Linked DNA regions of Danio rerio: region 2 is linked to region 1. The links are chromatin contacts, called in public Micro-C maps. All regions are on one chromosome and are shown on one strand. Each heading gives the region's core, a stretch centred on a gene start, on an enhancer-like site or on the middle of the called end of the contact. The rest is flanking DNA. Distances are from core to core; before and after follow the strand shown. Region 1 has its middle 8.7 kb from the start of rbm24a. Region 2 overlaps cap2 (cyclase associated actin cytoskeleton regulatory protein 2).

Region 1 (3,317 bases), core at 49-2,548:
CACACACACACGTACACAAACTCAGACACAAATCCATACATATACACACAATCATACATACATCCAGTATACTTAAAAACACACACAACACACTCATTAATACAATACACACTGTCACACACACACACACACACACACACACACACATACAAACAAATTCAAATACACTAAAACACACACACACACAATCATAAATACACAAACAGTATATTTAAAAACACACACACAAATATACACTAACACACGCAACACAACACACTCATTAATACAATACACACTGTCTCACACACACACACACACACACACACACACACACACACACACACACACACACACACACACACACACACACACACACAAATTCATTTACACTCACAAACACAATCATACACACATACAGTATATTCAAAAACACACAAATACACACTAACACACACAACACAAATTAATACAAATTAATACAATACACACACTGTCACACACACACACGCACACACAAATTCATATACACTCAAACACAAACACAAACATACACACACATACAGTATATTCAAAAACACACACACACAAATACACACTAACACACATAACACAACACACTCATTAATACAATACACACTGTCACACACACATACAAATTCATATACACAAAAACACACACACACACACACACACACACACAATCATACACACACATACAGGATATTCAAAATAACATACACTAATACACACTAACACACACAACACAACACACTCATTAATACAATACACAGTCACGCACACACATACAAATTCATATACACTCAAACACACACAAACAATCATACACACATTAATTATACTTAAAAACACACAACTTCAAATACATATTCACACATACATACTGTATAGTCACATACACACACACAATCACACACAGTATACTCAACACACAACTTCCAATACACATTCTAATACACACACACACACACACACACACACACATATACACTCACAGCATACATAAAAATCATACACACACACACACACACACACACACAAACATATATACACGTGTACACACACTCATGCATAAGTACACACTCATACATGCACATAACTACACGCACACACACATATACACAAACATACATGCACACACACTGAACAGATGACAGCACATTTGAAGGTGTCTGGTTTATTATAATTAGCTGATTGCAGGAGGTCTGATTACTCACACCATCATCATTACAGAGACACACTAACATTCAGGGAAAACTCACATCGACACTGTTTCCAACACAGAAGACAAACCCGGTTCAGCTTCATCATAGGCTCACCAGCGCCACCTTGTGGACAGCTCACACACAGTCCTGTTGACTTCATATTTCCCTTCATATGCAGACTTTTACGTTCACATTTTACAGATTTTTATCATCATTGCATATAAAATGGGGCTAAATCATGCATAAAATTCAATTCATGTGATCAGAGATAAAAAAAAATAACGCTTTATGTGTTAAATCAAATGCATCGAAATTATAGTTTACAATAAACTTGAGAAATTTCAGCTTGTAAGAATAAAGGCATCCCTGATCCCTTGCATTTTGTTGAATTTAAGTTACATTGTGTCTACATGCCAACTAGATTATAAGTAGACCTATAGGTTGAGGTTAGTGTAAGTTGACATGTACTTGTAAAGTTTCGTATAGTCAGTTAAATGTCTGTTGAAGGAGCAGAATCAGTAGACATCAAGCAGACAGTCTAGTAATACTCAAATGAGAAGTAATTGGCATGTAGTTGCAATGCAACTTTTAGTCATCAAAATGTGCAATGGGGACCATCAAAATAAAGTGTTACCAGAATAAAAAGTGAGGTTAAAATACACAGAAAATTGAATTGCAATAACATTTCATGATATTTAACATTTCATTGTACTTTTAATATATTTTTGATCAAATATTCAATTAAAAAAATCTTACTGCCACAAATTACTGAATAACATATACAGCTGAGGACTCATTAGCCCTCATGTGAATTTAATAATTTAAAAAAATATTATAAAAGTCCTAACACATTTTTAAGATAACAGTTTATTAACTAATTTCTTATGACTAATAGCTTTTGCCATTGCCATTATAACACCAGATAAAATTTAACTAGTTATTTTGCAATATAGTGGTATTTAAGTTAAAGTGGCTGAAGTTTAAGGTATAACTAGGTTAATTAGGTTAACTAGGCACTTTACAGTAGGTTGTTCTGTAGCCAATCAAACAATAATAATTTTAAGGGGGCTAATAATAATGACCTTGGCAAGTTTGTATTATTCCAGCCTAAAGAAAACAAATAAGACATTCTCCAGAATGTAAATATAATAGAAAATACTGTGAAAAATGTCCTTGCTGTACTTGAAAGATATTTAAAAAAAAAAAAACTATTCACAGAAGGGCTAATATATTTGTCTTTAATTTTATATATATATATATATATATATATATATATATATATATATATATATATATATATATATATATATATATATACATACATATATATTAGGGATGTAACAATATTGTAAATACCCTCATACCGCAATAGCAATTTCTTTCAATATTACCGTGGTTGTGACTCAATAAAATCATTGGTCTTTTGGTGAAAAGTTTGCTCAGGCGAATGGAGTGAATGGGAGGTAGCGGAAACTACAATTTTCATTAGCCCAGGCGTGGCCATCATCCTTTGCGGTCTGTTGTCGCTACAGATCTAGTAATGCAGAAATGGAGGGTGCTGCTAGTAGCGGCAAAGAAAAAGAGCTAAAAATGGTCGAACCTAAAGCGGGTTTTAAATCAGATGTGTGGAAGCATTTCAGTTTCTCGCTGAAAAGAAATAAGAAAGAAGAAAAGGTGACAGAAAAAAGGGCATGCAGGCACTGCCAGACTGTGCTGAAATACAAGTCGGGAATACGACTAACATGATGGGGATTCTTTTAGTCAAGGGGACTGCAGAACACAGCACACTGCTCAGAATGATGGAGACATTGACTTGAACCACCAAGAGACCCCTATCTCACTCATGGCTTGTCCTTTCGAGTGGTGTTTTTTTTGTATTTAAATTGTATTTAAATTTTTTGTTATTAAAATTGAATAATTTAAGTTCCTGTTTGAAAGTTTACAGATAGATCATTTGTATGTCATTGATCTGTTTAGTGTTGAGGTAACCTGAACATTCTAGCACTTTTTTCGAGTGTCTTCAATAGTTTTGTTTTTCCTTTAAATGATTCAATAAATACCGTTCTGTTGTGATTCGGGATAGATTCAAACAACTGAAGGTAATATCCAAAT
Region 2 (3,200 bases), core at 291-2,790, 93 kb before region 1:
TTTAATTTCATTTATTTATTTAAGCTTTAATGCCATATCAGCAGCAATGGCTACATCTGCTTTTTACCATTGACTTCTAATCATTGGTAACAATAAAAAATTAAGTTTAATTTAATTTGATTTACTATTATTTTATATATTTAATTATATTTATTTACTATATTTACTTTCATTAATTAATTATTATTTTTTGGTAATAAAAAGTCTTATTTAATTTGATTTAATTAATTAATTTATATTTATTGCTATGTTTATTGGTAATAAAAATTGTCATTTATTCATTTATGTTTTAATGCCATATCAGCAGCATTGGCTATATCAGCTATAGGCCATTCACCTGTAATCATTGGTAATAAAAAAAAAGTTTTGTTTAATTTGATTTACTTACATTTTTATTTATATTTATTGTTAATAAAAAGTCTCATTTAATTTTTTTTTACTTTAATATAATTTAATTATATTTAAATATTATATTTACTTAAATTAATTTATTTATATTTATTGGTAATAGAAAGTCTCATTTAATTTAATTTAATATAATTTAACTTTATTTATTTATTATATTATACTTTAATTAACTAATCAATTAATTTATATTTTTTATTTATTGGTAATAAAAAAAGTCTTATTTTATTTGATTCAATTTAATATTTTTTCTTTTAATTTAATTATTTATTTATATTTATTTCTATATTTATTGGTAATAAAAAGTCTTATTTATTTTAATATGATTTCATCTAATTATTTATTTATATTTATTTACTATATTTACTTTAATTAATTAATTTATATTTATTGCTAATAAAAAAGTCTTATTTTATTTTATTTATTCATTTGCGATATCAGCAGCATTGGCTTTATTAGCTATTGGCCTTTCACCTGTAATCATTGGTTATAAAAAAACGTTTGTCTAATTTGATTTATTTTAATTTAATTTCAATATTTATTTATTTATATTTATTGGTAATAAAAAAAGTTTAATTTAATTTGATTTAATTTCAATATTTATTTATTTATATTTATCAGTAAAAAAAATTCTCATTTAATTTGATTGATGTATAATATAATTTAAATTTTTAATAATTTAAAAGTAATAAAAAGTCACATTTATTTATTTATTTAATTAATTATTCCTTTATGTTTTAATGCCATATCAGCAGCATTGGTTATTTTGACTATTATGTCAACTATTGCTTTTATTGGCCATTCAGCTACGTATATATTTCAAAATATCTGTGCATCTTGGTGTTTCCATCAAGCATTTTTAATGCAATAATCCAAAATGTGCATGAACACATGTGGATGGAGACAAAACTCTAGCTCTGGAGAGTCTGCACAGAGCGCTAGTTTTCTGTCAGTATGATGGAGCGCTGAGCAGATGCAGGAGTGTGTGGCGGACGATCCTCAGTCAGAGGAGATGTTTATAATGTGCAGGACATGAGAAGAGAGCTTGAATTACGAGGAGTGTGTGTGAGAGCAGGTGTGTAAGCCAGACACACACTAGGCTTTTGTTGGGGGCATTTCTATGGTAAACCCCCAATGCAAGAAGAGCCAGGAGACCACCTGTCCACAGCATACAGTCCACACACTCACGGCAGGAGCAACAGCTGACACACACTTATGTATGGACACACACACACACACAAATGCGTGCACACATATACTCACACAAAATGCATAGACACACGCACACACTTTTGCACCTATACTGTACGCACACACACAAACAAGCACACATGCACACATCTAGACACACACACACTCATACATGCATACAATACACACATAGTCTTACAATCACCCACACACACACATACACAAACATGCACACTTACATCACAAACACACACACACAAACAAGCACACATGCACACAAACACACACTGTCTTTTTCACACACACACACACACACACACACACACACATATGTATATATATATATATATATATATATATATATACACACACACACACATGTATACACACACACACACACACACACACACACACACACACACACATACATACATACATACATACATACACACATTTATTCATTTACTTTTAGGCTTAGTCCCTTTATTCATCAGGGATCGTCACAGTGGAATGAACCGCCAACTATTCCAGCATATGTCTTTCACAGCTGATGCCCTTCATCACCAGGGGTGCCCACAGTGGAATGAACCGCCAAATATTCCAGCATATTTTTTACACAGCTGAAGTCCTTCCAGCTGCAACCCCTCACTGGGAAACACCCATCCACACTTATCCAGCTGCAACCCATCACTGGGAAACACCCATCCACACTCATCCAGCTGCAACCCATCACTGGGAAACATCCATCCACACTCATCCAGCTGCAACCCATCACTGGGAAACATCCATCCACACTCATCCAGCTGCAACCCATCCCTGGGAAACATCCATCCACACTCATCCAGCTGCAACCCATCACTGGGAAACATCCATCCACACTCATCCAGCTGCAACCCATCACTGGGAAACACCCATCCACACTCATCCAGCTGCAACCCATCACTGGGAAACACCCATTCACACTCATCCAGCTGCAATCCATCACTGGGAAACACCCATCCACACTCATACAGCTGCAACCCATCACTGGGAAACACCCATATACACATCCAGCTGCAACCCATCACTGGGAAACACCCATACACACATCCAGCTGCAACCTCTCACTGAGAAACACCCATACATACTCATCCAGCTGCAACCCATCACTGAGAAACACCCATCCACACTCATCCAGCTGCAACCCATCACTGAGAAACACTCATACGCACTCATCCAGCTGCAACCCATCACTGGGAAACACCCATACACACTCATCCAGCTGCAACCCATCACTGAGAAACACCCACACACACTCATCCAGCTGCAACCCATCACTGGGAAACACCCATCCACACTCATCCAGCTGCAACCCATCACTGGAAAACACCCATCCACACTCATCCAGCTGCAACCCATCACTGGGAAACATCCATCCACACTCATCCAGCTGCAACCCATCACTGGGAAACACCCATCCACACTCATCCAGCTGCAACCCATCACTGGGAAACACCCATCCACACTTATCCAGCTGCAACCCATCACTGGAAAACACCCATCCACACTCATCCAGCTGCAACCCATCACTGGGAAACACCCATACACACTCATCCAGCTGCAAC

What was found. A called contact is a pair of places that touch in the nucleus more often than the background predicts.
Region 2: a contact with region 1 is called in a Micro-C map of caudal fin, with 7 times the contacts expected there. The contact joins two enhancer-like sites. A contact is called at or near these places in 6 of 18 Hi-C or Micro-C datasets (caudal fin, embryo, hematopoietic stem cells and 1 more) and 1 of 4 datasets of contacts at active chromatin or transcription factors (gastrula embryo).

Annotation. Positions count from the first base shown.
Region 1 is chr19:48,994,077-48,997,393 of GRCz12tu, reverse strand. No RefSeq gene overlaps it. Among named protein-coding and RNA genes, the nearest start is that of rbm24a, 8.7 kb to the left of the region's middle. Within about 2 kb of position 1,298, at least 4 of the 62 cell types and tissues checked have an H3K27ac peak or open chromatin away from gene starts, as enhancers often do.
Region 2 is chr19:49,087,366-49,090,565 of GRCz12tu, reverse strand. The region is part of intron 7 of cap2 (cyclase associated actin cytoskeleton regulatory protein 2); the gene reads right to left. Among named protein-coding and RNA genes, the nearest start is that of aunip, 26 kb to the left of the region's middle. Within about 2 kb of position 1,540, at least 14 of the 62 cell types and tissues checked have an H3K27ac peak or open chromatin away from gene starts, as enhancers often do.